Regions from separate parts of the Mus musculus genome. Here regions 1 and 3 are each linked to region 2. The links are chromatin contacts, called in public HiChIP or PLAC-seq maps. All regions are on one chromosome and are shown on one strand. Each heading gives the region's core, a stretch centred on a gene start, on an enhancer-like site or on the middle of the called end of the contact. The rest is flanking DNA. Distances are from core to core; before and after follow the strand shown. Region 1 overlaps Gm41060 (a long non-coding RNA gene). Region 2 has its middle 58 kb from the start of Gm15322. Region 3 has its middle 22 kb from the start of Gm41061.

Region 1 (4,381 bases), core at 487-2,986, 110 kb before region 2:
TAAAAGTTTAGTTTGTGTAATTTTTAAGTGCCTTCAGTTTCCTTACAATTTTATAGATTTTTATTTTTGAGGTAGGGTCTTATGTAGCTGAAGCTGGCCTTCAACTCCTGATCCTTTGTCCCCTTTGACATAAGCCACCATACCTGGCAAACTTTATAGGTATATCATAATGACAGCCAAGACAGGTTTTTAAAAAAATATTTTTTCCTAGTTTTTAAAGAACAATCCCCTCATATTTACTTAATGAGATATACATTTAGCTGGTGACTTTACTTAAACATAATTTTTCTTGTTTTTTCCTTTCCTTTTGTGGGGGCGGCAGAGTCTTCTATGTAACCTACCCAGGCTGTCCTTAGTAACCCAAGTTGCTCTCACAGCTGCAATCGTTATGCTTCAGCCTTCTGAGTTCTATCAAATTGCCTCTGTCTCTTTGTGTCCGTGTCTCTGTCTGTCTGCCTCAGCCTCTGTGTGTGTGTGTGTGTATTTGTGTATGTTTGTATATGTGTGTATGTGAATAGATGTATGTGTGTGTTTATGTGTGTATGTGTGTGTCCATAGATGTATGTGTGTGTGTGTATTTGTGTATGTTTGTGTATGTGTGTATGTGAATAGATGTATGTGTGTGTTTATGTGTGTATGTGTGTGTCCATAGATGTATGTGTGTGTGTGTATTTGTGTATGTTTGTGTATGTGTGTATGTGAATAGATGTGTGTGTGTGTGTGTGTGTGTGTGTGTATCTGCATTTTTATCAGTTGATGGATAACAATCAGAGTTCTTTCGCCTCTGGGTTATTACATTTAACACTGCTGTGAGCATCTATGGTAAGTTTTCCTGTGAAGAGGCGTTGCAACTTCTTGCAGGTGTGTACTTAGAGGAGAAATTGCTGGGTCACACACCGACTCTGTGGTTAATGTTTCTAAACTCTGCCAATAGAATTTCCAAAATGGCCCCAGCATTTTACATCCACAAAGGCAATGTGTGAGAGTTTCAAATGCTGCCCAACATGACTGTTAGTCATTTTGATTACTCTCTTCATGAGTGTGAGATTTTTTTAAATTGTGATATGAGGTTTTTGTTGTTGTTGTTGTTGTTTTGTTTTTTTGAGACAGGGTTTCTCTGTGTAGCTCTGGCTGTCCTGGAACTCACTTTGTAGACCAGGCTGGCCTCAAACTCAGAAATCCACCTGCCTCTGCCTCCTGAGTACTGGGATTAAAGGCATGTGCCACCATGCCCGGCTGAGTTTCTATTTTTCTAATGACTAATGATACCGAGTACTTTTCCATATACCAATGCCATCCGCGTATCTTCTTTGAAGAAGTAGCTCTTGCCACCCCCACCCCCCACCACCCCCGTTCAATGTAGTTCTGCACATTGGTACAGTGAAGCTGTAAAAACGTTCTTCCAGGGTACAATATCCGTGGGCTTCCATCCGTCCTCCAGTGTCATGCTTGAAGTTTTCTTTTGGCTCCAGTATTATGCAGAAATTTGGCCCCCCTTCTTTCTAGCTCCCTGGTGCAATGGACTGCAGCCTTGGTTGTGCAAACATCCCCACATGGCAGTGTCTTGCTGGCCTCTGCTGTGCCCAGGGGCTTCAGGATTTCTTGCCCCTCCTCCCACCCCCTGAGGTGAACCTGATTGCACATTCCTGTGGGGCTCAGCTAGTGGCTTGCATTTAGCTCCTTGGCTGAGAAAAGAGCAGCTCCCCAGAGACTCCCTAGCTCTTCTCTTTCTTTGGGCCCTAGATTTACAGACCAGGCTAACTTGAGTTCACACCTCATTTGCACAGACCACACCTCTTGGTCCCCATGAGAGGATTAAGCTCCACCCCTGGGATTTACACCCTGGTGTCCACCCTGCTCACTCTAATTGTTTTTCCCGTGGCATTCTGAATTTGAAATTCCTTCTTATTTTTTGAAACTAGGTTTTCTTCTCCCTCTTCCTTTCTTTTTTCCTTCCTTCCTCCCTCCCTCCCTCCCTCCCTCCCTCCCTCCCTCCCTCCCTCCCTCCCTCCCTCCCTCCCTCCCTCCCTTCCTTCCTTCCTTCCTTCTCTTTCCTTCCACTCTCCCTCCCTTCCTGTCTTCTTTGCTTTTTCACTTTCTTTTTGAGACAGGGTCTCACTCTGTAGCTCAGACTGGCCCAGGACTTGGGGTTATCCTCCTGCCTCAACTTTCTGTGTGCTGAGATTACAGTTGTGCATCATCATGGCTGGGTTAGCATTGTTTTATCCTATTAAAAAAAATTCCGAGGCTGGGGAGATGGCTCAGCCAGCAAAGTCACTATCACACAAGGATGAGGACCTCAGTCTGCACCCCTCCCCCCCCCCCACAAGCTTCTGAAACCCAGGCATGGTAGCACACACCTGTGGGGTCTGGGGGGCAGGGGACAAAGGCAAGAGAAACTCTGGGACTTGCTGTTCAACCAGCCTGGAGTGTCGATGAGGTCCAGGTTCAGTGAGAGCATTTGTCTTTTAAAATAAGGTGAAGAAACAATTGAGGGAGACATCAGATGCCAACTTGGGTCTCCACACAGGTGCACAGATGCACCTACATACATACTCGCCCCTCCTTTGCACCCCTGTACACACAGAGATGCAAATTCTTGCAACCTTCACCCGAAAAGCCCCTTAATTTTTGAGGGAAAATGATCTGATGATTCTAGAGACTTATAGAGAAGGCAGTAGTTTTCTCATTTTAGCATATATCAGAGTCAACTGAGGACTTCTTGAAAAACAGACTTGTTGGCTCTTCTTAAAGCTTTTGATCTCTAGATGATACAGGGTGAGATCTGAGAACATGTTTCTTTGAGACATTCCAGGGGTGGTACTGTTTATCCCGAGACCATACTTTGAGAACATTTATATAGAACACCACTTCTCAACCCGAGTCACAACCCCTTTGACAAACCTCTATCGCCAAAAATATTTACATTGTGATTCATAACGTTAGCAAAAGTACAGTTATGAAGTAGCAACAAAAAATAATTTTATGGTTGGGGGTCACTATAACATGAGGAACTGTGTTAAAGGGTCACAGCATTAGGGAGGTTGAGGACCACTGATACAGAGAAACCAGTAGATTTTTGGGGTGTTAGGTCCCCCTATTTAGCTAACAAGTCTTTGTTTGCTTTTAACCTTTTTAGCTAGCACATCAAATGGTAGGCTTCATTTCGGCATTTAATATAAAATATGTTGATCTTCATCTTCCTTCCTGGCGTCTACACCCTTCAGGAGTCCCCTGTCTGCTTTGAAGTCACTCATGGAATCCATCCAATATGGTAGCACCTTTTGTAACCTGTCCTCTCAAGAAATTTATTTTGTGCTTAAATCGTTGGCGAGGAAGCTGATGAGGCTATCACTTTGTTCATTGCTAAGGCTTGTGGAGAGCTCTGAAATCTCGTTGGTTTTGGTAACATTTAACTGATACTCGATCATAACGCTGGCAAGCCCTATTGTTCTACTTAGGAGTTACATTTTTTACTTTATCCCTCCAAAAAATAACCATCTCAAAAATAACCATCTCAAATGGTAGTTGGCTGGTCTTTGTGGTATCAATTATAGAATGTGATAGCTCGATAGAAGGGTCAAATGCCAGCATTATCAGAAAACTAGTGGAAGTACTACCTGTATTCAACAAGGAGTTATAACCAACAGAGATGCAGCATGGGCTAGTTAAGTCAAATATTCAGCCATAGATGGGTTATTGCTGGTGATAAGCTAAGCAAATCCTTGTACTCCCAGGACTGACTTTTCCTGGTAAATTCCTTTCCTGAAGGCAGAAGACCATGGAGGCCTGGATTCATTACTGGCTGCTCTCTTGTTCCAGACTGTCCTGAGGAATAAGTATTTAGAAGAGTGTGAGGAACTGCAGAGTCTTAGCCCCACTGTGTCAGAATCGGCTTTTTAACTTACTTGGGTCAATCATGCGAGAGCCCCAGAGTGGCAGGATTCTGTATTTGAAGTTGGGTGAGACAGGTGACCATTTGAGGGGGTCACTCAGCAGCGCTCTTCTGTCTTTCTTCTCTGCTCCTTAGGATGAGTGTCTTAGAGCTGGAGAGATGGTTTAGAGCCGTGGCTCTCACGCTTCCTAATGCTGTGACCCTTTAACACAGTCCCTCCCGTTGTGGTGGCCCCAACCATAAAATGAATTTCCTAACTACTTCAGAACTGTACCTTTGCTGCCATTAAGAATAGATCATAACTTAAATACAATATTTCTGGTGGTTTTAGGTGACCCCTGTGAAAGGGTTGTTTGATCCCCAATGGGGTTGCAACCCACAGGTTGAGAAACACTGACTTAGAGGTCAAGAGCACTGAAGGCTCTTCCAAGGGACCTAGGCTTGATTCCCTTGTGGCAGGTTACAACTGTAACTCCAGTCCTAAGG
Region 2 (3,913 bases), core at 212-2,711:
ATTTTCATGCTTAGGTTTTAAAGAAAGATAAGCAAATTGGGAGAGAACCAAGAATGTGTTTGAGATCTTAAGAAGAAGTGATCACACACACAAAACAAATCAATAATTTAGGGATATATCTATTGGGCTAATTGAGAAGCAAGTATAGGAAAATATATGCTTGTAATCTGTCCTTGGGTAGTCGATATACTAACTCTTAGAGTGGTTATAAAAATATACACTCTGATTACATTTGGAATTAAATTTAAAATGTCTTTACTGGGTTGTGTCAATTGAAATTATATCAAAACCCTGTCTCGAAAAAAAAAAAAAAAAAAAGAAAGAAAGAAAGAAAGAAAGAAAGAAAGAAAGAAATAAATTATATCAAAAATGTTGGCAACCAGAGAGCAGAGGCAGAGAGGCTCAAGGGCGAGTTCTGGCTGCAGAGAACTTGTTTTTACCCTTGAGGGCTGGGCATAGAGTGATTAATCATCATAGGATATCAGATATATCCCCTGTCTCATTCAATAAGAAAGAGGCCAATAGTCGAGAAAGAGATGGGGTGGAGAAAGGGTGGTATGGATGGATCAGGAACTTATTATTGCGTATGTTTCCTCAGTGTTTTGTCAAGAGCACCCAGTGCTCACCAATTCTACAGTCTACTCTTCTGACTCCATTGCACCGTTCAATCCATCTGAAGAATAGTAGTCTATGAGTTTTGACATAGATTGTGTGACACAAACACACCCAGGTACAATGTATACTGTCAACTATGCCTTTTCCTAAGTAATTCCTGCTCCTACCACACTCTCAGAGGCAATCTACAGCTATTCCTGTGAGAGTGGGTAAGCATGTTTGTGTCTTACCATTGGTTAATTTTGCCTGTCTAGGCATTTCATGTTATAATCATAAAACATGCACTCTCCTGTAGAAAAAGTTCCCTTCACTTGGCTTAGTATTTTTGAGATGTCTGATTTTGAAAAGTTGAAAAAATATCCCTTAGTCTTTGGCGATTCTTGGGTTAGCATCAGGAATGCTGGGTAATGGTGGCGCGCCTTTAAACCCAGCACTCAGGGGGCAGAGGCAGGTGGATCTCTGAGTTCAAAGTCAGCCTGGTCTACAGAGTGAGTTCCAGGACAGTCAGGGCAATACAGAACCCTGTCTCCAAAATCCAAAAATCAATCAGTCAGTCAGTCAGTCAGTCAGTCAGTCAGTCTGCCTGCCTCCTGCCTGCCTACCTGCCTATCTATTTTTTTTTTTAAACTGAAGTGGTGAGGGTAATGGGGAGAGGAGAGGAAGTGGATCCTAAGTATAGAAACTCGGGCCTCTTAATTTTCTGATGCAAAACTGAGGACTGGTTCTTGTCAAGGTCATGCAGGTTGAGCTGAAACTGGAACCCAGATCTCCTGACCCACTCTTGGAACAGTGAGCCAGGCAGCTGAGCGAGGTGGTTGTTTTGAGCCGATGCCATGTGAGACTAGAGAGTTTCGACAGAGCTTTGCTTAGAGGATGTGAAACTACACTAACCTCATGTGACAAGAGAACCTTGGAGGCCTTGGTGTGGGGCCAGGAGAGGAAGTCTGCATGGCTTCTGGTTACCAACTCCACCTCTGAACCCACTGGCCTGGGGTGACTTATGGCGAACCTTCTCATTTGCAATAAAACCAGACATGGGGCAGGGAAAGCTTTTCTACGGCAGCGTGCAGAAGGCAGGGCACTGCTAAAAAAAGGTAGGTGGGCGTGGCCTCTAAAAGGCACCTTCAGCCACATGCGTGCTCCTCCCAGAGCAGGGGGATCTGGAGCTGCAAACAAATCCCTAGGGAGGGAGAGATGCTGTGGTTACAGACACAGCCTTTGTGTCTTGTATGCATGTTCCAATTCAGCCCCAGATGACAATGACCTGGTAGTTCCTGCCTGCCAGCTGTTGGCTGGCCTCTGTGAAAGTCCCCAATGTTTGGGCCAATGCCTCGTGGGCAGGTATCCATATCATGAGGCCAACTGGCACTGTTGGCACCTTTGTTGGTCAAATGAGCACAGTGACTTGGGACAGAGGTGGCTGATCCACCCTCCCTACCAGCTGGCTGGTGGGAGCCTGTGGGCAGGTGCCCTGGGGAGAAAAGGGTTCCAGTTGCCATGGTAACTGTTCAAAAAAGGAGGTTCCCTCCTCAAGGCCAGTTTGGTGTCTTTTCTGCAGGGGAAGAAATGGATCTGTGGCAGCCAGGCCGGCCGTGTATATCAATTCGTGCCTCATCTGTTTGGAATCTTTACTTCTAATTGGACCTATTATTAGTGTCTGGGAGAGAATCTGAGGGCTGGTGGATCTGTTGAGAGATGTCATTATAGCAAAGACTAGGTCACCAGAGAAGTCCCAGAAGAATCATTCCCGTGTATACCAAGCAGAGCTGGACAAAGAATTCCAAAGGCTTTTTTTTTTTTTTTTTTTTTTTTTAAAGGCAGACTTGCAGGTTGGACGAGTTCTCTGGGCTATTCCGGGATATGGAGATTAGCACTGACTGAGGCCTTCACCCTAGATGTCCTTTGGCCAAACTGTCCTGGGCACAGGGGTGAAGGGACCCTGGTCAGCTTGCTGGGCCTGGCTAGTTTCCCACAGTGAATGCATTGTAAAGAACCAAGCATTCTCGTCGATGCTGTCTCTTCTGTAAAGGTTTCACGTATGCCTTTACCTTGGACGGACGTTTCTGGCTTTGATCAGAAAGTCCAACTCCTTCATCTTACTACTTCTGCATCTCGCTTCTGATGAAAGCCATCCTCACGCAGGTCACTGGGTTGAGGGTCAGTGATTTTTCCCACTCAGCCTTTCTTCTGTGTGTTGGTATAAAGATCCTCTGTTCCAGGCTTTGAGATGATTGGGAGAAATACTAGCACTGTGTGAGTGCAGGAGCTTCTGAGCCCCTTCCTGGGGCAGGGCGTGGATTGTGCTCTGTTCTGCCTACTGATAGCTAGTCAGAATCATTTAGATGGGCTGGTAGGTACCTAGGATTAGGAAATATGACTTATTCTGGCTAAACCTGAACACCTTGCCTGCAAGTGTGGCCGTGGTGGACACAGCCATCAATTGTCTAACGTAGCAAGTGAGACTAGAACAGATCTTCCTGCTGCTGCTTGCCAGCTGGTTCTGGTTCTGGAGACCGAATTACACACACACACACACACACACACACACACACACACACACACACACACACACAGTTCTCACTATATTTTCCCAGTAACGGATTGAACTTGCAAAGTGTTGTCCTGTGTCCTACTGCTAAGCAAATATTTAGAATTTGTCTTCTGAGCTGGGACACTGGGGATGCAGAGAGAGACGGGGCATCATCATCTGCTATCCCAGAGGCCCTCACAAGGGAGAGACGGCAAGGAAAAGGTCCTCACAACTGTCCCGAGTTCCTTCAATGATGGACAATGATATAGAAGCACGAGTTGAATAAACCCTTTTATCCCCAAGTTGCTTTTGGTCATGGTATTCCATCAAAGCAACAGAAACCCTAACTAACACACTTTCCTGGCATGCTCGAGGCCACAGGATCTATCTCCAGCACAGACTGCATAGAGCAGCCATGGTGGCACACAACCATAATCCCAATACATGCAAGATAGAAACAGGATGATCAGAAGAAGTTCCAGGTCATGGCAAGTTCACAAAGCAAGTTCAAGGCTGGGCTACATGAAACTCTACCTCAGAAAACATGAACAGAGCAAAGAACTGAATGCCACCACATCATGAAGAAAAACTGTGATTTCTAAAAAAAAATAATTCTAGTAATTTTGTACATTTATCCTATTAATTTGTTTTTGCTTGCCCCAAATTTTAACTCATTGCTGAAAGACCTGATTATAGGCATAACAGTGTTTCAGGATTGTTGAGTTATTATTATTGTATTTGTTGCTATCCCTCTTTTTTCCCTCCTCT
Region 3 (4,376 bases), core at 1,050-3,549, 130 kb after region 2:
AAAATAAACCAGGTTTATTATTTTATTTTTTTAAACACAAGTTCTGGAAACATTACCTCCATCCAATGGGCCCAAACCCACTGTTCTTGTCCAGCATTCTACCAGCTCATTAGTTCACTACATTTTATAGGTTTTGGTTTGTTTGTTTGTTTGTTTGTTGTAATGGCATTGTGTTGGGCCCTGCTTCTGCTGCTAACTGCCAGGCTTAACAACTGAGCTGGCCCTCCTGAGGCTATTTCTACACTTATTAAGTCAGAGCAGTCGTGCTAATTCCAAAGGCTGACGTGAAGACTGGCAGAGATTGTGCACTTCAGTAAACAGCAGGTAGGATTAGTTATAGCTATCTTGGTTGTTTGCTTTCTATTGCTGTAACAAATACCTGGGAGAAAGCAACTTAATGCTTCCAAAGTCTGCCTCATGAATTCGGAGGTGTGGGCTAATGATTACTTGGGCCCACGGCTTAGGACCTACTGAAACGCTGTTCCCATGGGAGCGTGTGGTAGAGAAGGTTCGCCATCTCAGGACAACTGGAATTCGAAGGGTGAGGTGGAAGGAGGTGGAGGTTCTAATACCTCCCCTTCAGGAGCACACCCTCAGTGACCAGACTTCCTGTCAGTAGGTCTCTTAAAGGCGCACACCCTCAGTGACCAGACTTCCTGTCAGTAGGTCTCTCAGAGGCTCCATCAATTCCAATAGCACCGCACACTAGCAAACAAGCATTTATCACCTAGGCTGTAGATTCAAGCTAGAGTGCTCACTTTGTCTGGAGCCGAGATCCAGTCAGGTGACTCAAAGGAAAAGACTCCATCCCTGAAGTATCTTCAGAGGCGGTTGACTGGAAGGAGGAAGTACCCTCCCACCTCACTATAATACTCTCCATAGTGAGTATAAGGTTCAGAAAATTTGTCTGAAGCTTGGGAGTAAATGAGAGACAACTCCAGGGACCTTGAATGGCAGGCTGGCTTTATATTGTTTGAGCCTTTTTAGGACACTAGAGAATGCAGACTCTAACTCACACCTTCCCACTTAATTTCTGCTCGGTAGAAAAGCCAACTGCAAAGGTTATCTTAGTCACAGCCCTCTTAAACACCAAGCAGCTTTGTCTTGGACCTGGCAATCTTAACCTAACATTGCTTCTCTCATGCTCTTTAGTACTAGCTGGATAAAATATTTATGTGTATACTTGGATGCGTGAGAAGCAATTGAGCACCTTTAAAAACGGCCTAGGATTTGATCCCAGGGCGGTCTGACCTGGGGTCCTTGTGATAGTTGTATGAGAGAGAGAGAGAGAGAGAGAGAGAACCCTTGTTCTCTTATTGAACATTATGATTTTATCTTCACTTTCTTCTTTGATCTAAAGGAGTCTGTTCATATTGTAACAATACAGTTCTTGCATGTATAATAAGACGATGTTAATTTGTCTGCCTTTCTGTGGAGTGGTGAGCTTTTCTCACTAGGAAAGTGACAATCTCTCCTCTATCTTTGTATCCCTAGCATATTTGATGCTCAGGGACAAATGAATGTCTCTCTGAAATGAGTGAAGCTGTCTAGGTTTTTGCTAATCTAAATGTACTCATGGGCCATAAACACTCAGATCAGCTGAGTGTTCAGAATGCAGAGACTTGCCCGCCTCAGACTTTCACTAGATGGGAACCAGGTGGCCCTGATCTCTGAGCAATGCTATATGTGTCTCTATCCATGGTCAGTTTCGAGCAGTGGCTCTGTTCTTTGTGATACATGAGATTTAGACAAAGAATGCTAGAGCCATCATATCCTATGTTAATTTTAGCTGTATGTTCAAAACTGAGACGGATGTGTCTGGAGTATTGTTTCTAGGCCAAAGAGGGCTAACTTGGGCTTCCAGGGTAGAATTGCCGTGGGGTAGAGGAAACCTTTGAGGCTGGAGGGTATGTTCTTTTTACTTTTCCATAACTTTAATAAAATGCCTGAAGGGAGCAAACTCAGGGAGGAAGGATTTATTTTGGCTCGTGGTTTGAGAGGCGGGAGACCATCATGGTGAGGTATGCATTGGGGTAGAGCAACCACATCTGTGGTAGAGGGAGCACCCCATTCCTATCTGTGGCTGAGAGAATTTTTACAATCTGAAGGCATACTGTTACGTTTACCAATTTACAGGAGATGGCTGGTTATATGGTGTAGGCAGGCAGGAAGTGGAGGGAAACCTAGCCCAAAACACAAGCCACCTCTAAGGTCTCCAAGACCTGCCTCCCTAGGACCCACTTCCTGCAGCTACGTTTTATCTCACAAGGATTCCTCAAAGCTCACCCACAGCCGGAAACCATTAGTTCCAATGCAAGAGCACGTGAGGTCATTTTGCACTCAAACCGTAACAGGGGCGCAGAGCTGTTCATTTGGTTTTGCAAGGGGGCGGGAGGGGGTGGCGAATTCTTTTCCTCTAGGTCATCAGCAGGAAGCCCCTCTGCCCCTCTGGGATCCAGCATCTGCCCACAAGGAGAAGCTGAGTCAAGTTCTGTTGGCTCTGAGCCCAGACCAGCAAAAACCCAAGGTGATCCCTGAGTGAAATCGTGACAGTTTAATCATAAAATTTAAATCTCTATTTGTCACATCTGGGGCTTAAGTTGTCAGGGGTGTTTGTCTGGTGTCCTTTATGAGAGCCAAAGGAAAAGGAAGACAAGCAGAGGCTTCTGGGAATGGTACCTGTGACTATACGAGTGTGAACCCTGAATTATGGAAGAAGGGTCTTCGAAATATTTGCAAAGGGATTAAGCCTCATTACTAGAAAATAATGATTTTTTTTCCAGCTGTGCTGTGCTTCAATCCTTCCCAATAAATACCTGAGGCGAATGATAAAGAATGAAGGCTTCGCTTATTTCCCTGACAAAGAGATCAAATAATTCGGGGACAGTAAAAGTCAGTAGAGTGGGGTTTCCCAATTAGAGGAAGCCAATCTGATTGGGGTCTGCAAACCCAGATGCAGCGGCCGAGCAAACTTGAGAAGGCAGTCAGCCCGATGCTTGTTGGGAGTGGTTAGGTCTAAGGGAACTGGAAAGCCATGGCTTAGAAAGTCATTTGCATTCACATGGTTTTTTGTTTGTTTGTTTGTTTGTTTGTTTTGATTTGGTTTTTGTTCGTTTTTTGTTTTGGTTTGGTTTTTTTACAGTCTGAGGGCAGACTGTAAGCTTATCAATTTACATTTCAGAAATCCAAGACTCAGAGATGCCTGCCTAAGACTACAATTCTCACTTACCCATGGTAGAAAGTCACTCCCACTGTGGCATCTCTTCCTATTGTTTGCCCATGCAAGGGACGTTTAGATCGTATCTATACACACAGCGCTGTGCATGTGTATGTTTGTGTATGTGTCCACGCACGCGAGCGTGAAGCAAACAGGTCAGTTCTTGTAGCCAGAGAATTAGGGATTATCTAGTTGTCAACAATTTTAAATGGCGAAGTGGCGCTGTGAGAACGTTTTTTAAAATGCAAACTAAGCCAGGTTATCTTCTCCACTCATCTGGCACAGGTTTTTATGGGCTATAAATAATAGCATTTGCAGTTCTTGGATGGTTTTGAAACAGCACCAAAGGTCTGTATGTCTTAAAAGAAAGATTGCCTAGTTTAAGTTAATTGGTCGATCACTTAGAAGTCTGCGCTCTTCAGAGGAGGTGGCAGGATCTGAGCCTGACAATCCTGGACAGTTTGTTCTTCCTTAGCTGACTCCAAAGTCACCATCAGACTTCCCTCTGGACTGGCACTTGGCAGAATGGACCTATCTGTGTTTAATTCTGGCTCAGCGTGGCTAGATGCTGTTTGTCGTTAGCTTTCTTCACACCATGCAGATCAGTATTCTAAGAGAAAGAGATGAGCATTCCAGGCAGCTAGAGTCCTGTGCAATCTGCCTGCCCCAGCAGTCATTCATTCTGTGGACACAGGCTTCTATCTCACACTGTTCTCTATTGACACCGAATCATTACGTCCCACAGGCCAGGTCCTTTCCATGTGTTTTTTAACTTAATCCCCCCCCCCCCACCCCCATGAATACATGGCCGAATAGTGGGCACGACCATTTTACATGTGAAATAACTGGAGTTTAGAGACCTTATTAAGTAGATTGTTCCTGTGGTCAGGATTGGAACTCAGACCCACCTGCCTTCATAGCCTGGGCTTTGAGGGTGACTTATGCTTTCTGCTCTCGGGCCACGTGTCCAAAGGCAAACTTGATTTGCGCAGCCTTTGCTGTTGGTGTATGCATCTTCTGTCAGTGAGTGAAACAGCAGCCTTGACCAAGGTTATGGGTTCCGAATGGGAAGATGAAGTCACCCCCACCCACATCCTTCTGTTTCCATCCCCCCTAGTTTATAGGGGGAGGGGCTGCAAGTTGGATATGTCTTTTGTCA

What was found. HiChIP or PLAC-seq counts read pairs in DNA pulled down with a chosen protein or histone mark.
Region 1: an H3K4me3 HiChIP or PLAC-seq map of the 230-238 cell line shows a contact between it and region 2, with 13 read pairs. The contact joins two enhancer-like sites. A contact is called at or near these places in 14 of 39 promoter capture datasets (3T3-L1-derived adipocytes, the HPC-7 cell line, HPC-7-derived erythroid cells and 10 more), 23 of 484 Hi-C or Micro-C datasets (the AtT-20 cell line, B cells, the C10 cell line and 15 more), 18 of 115 datasets of contacts at active chromatin or transcription factors (the 230-238 cell line, the HPC-7 cell line, astrocytes and 12 more) and 2 of 9 other capture datasets (adipose tissue and embryonic stem cells).
Region 3: a contact with region 2 is called in a BATF HiChIP or PLAC-seq map of CD8 T cells, with 8 read pairs. The contact joins two enhancer-like sites. A contact is called at or near these places in 1 of 39 promoter capture datasets (liver), 9 of 484 Hi-C or Micro-C datasets (Sertoli cells, bone marrow-derived dendritic cells, liver and 2 more) and 4 of 115 datasets of contacts at active chromatin or transcription factors (CD8 T cells, bone marrow-derived dendritic cells, memory CD8 T cells and 1 more).

Annotation. Positions count from the first base shown.
Region 1 is chr13:111,828,060-111,832,440 of GRCm38.p6, forward strand. All of the region lies in intron 1 of Gm41060 (a long non-coding RNA gene), which reads left to right. Among named protein-coding and RNA genes, the nearest start is that of Gm41060, 10 kb to the left of the region's middle. Within about 2 kb of position 1,737, at least 14 of the 459 cell types and tissues checked have an H3K27ac peak or open chromatin away from gene starts, as enhancers often do. A contact at or near this core is called in the 230-238 cell line, where this site is marked.
Region 2 is chr13:111,934,665-111,938,577 of GRCm38.p6, forward strand. No RefSeq gene overlaps it. Among named protein-coding and RNA genes, the nearest start is that of Gm15322, 58 kb to the right of the region's middle. Within about 2 kb of position 1,462, at least 164 of the 459 cell types and tissues checked have an H3K27ac peak or open chromatin away from gene starts, as enhancers often do. A contact at or near this core is called in the 230-238 cell line, CD8 T cells and memory CD8 T cells, where this site is marked.
Region 3 is chr13:112,061,567-112,065,942 of GRCm38.p6, forward strand. No RefSeq gene overlaps it. Among named protein-coding and RNA genes, the nearest start is that of Gm41061, 22 kb to the left of the region's middle. Within about 2 kb of position 2,300, at least 75 of the 459 cell types and tissues checked have an H3K27ac peak or open chromatin away from gene starts, as enhancers often do. A contact at or near this core is called in CD8 T cells and memory CD8 T cells, where this site is marked.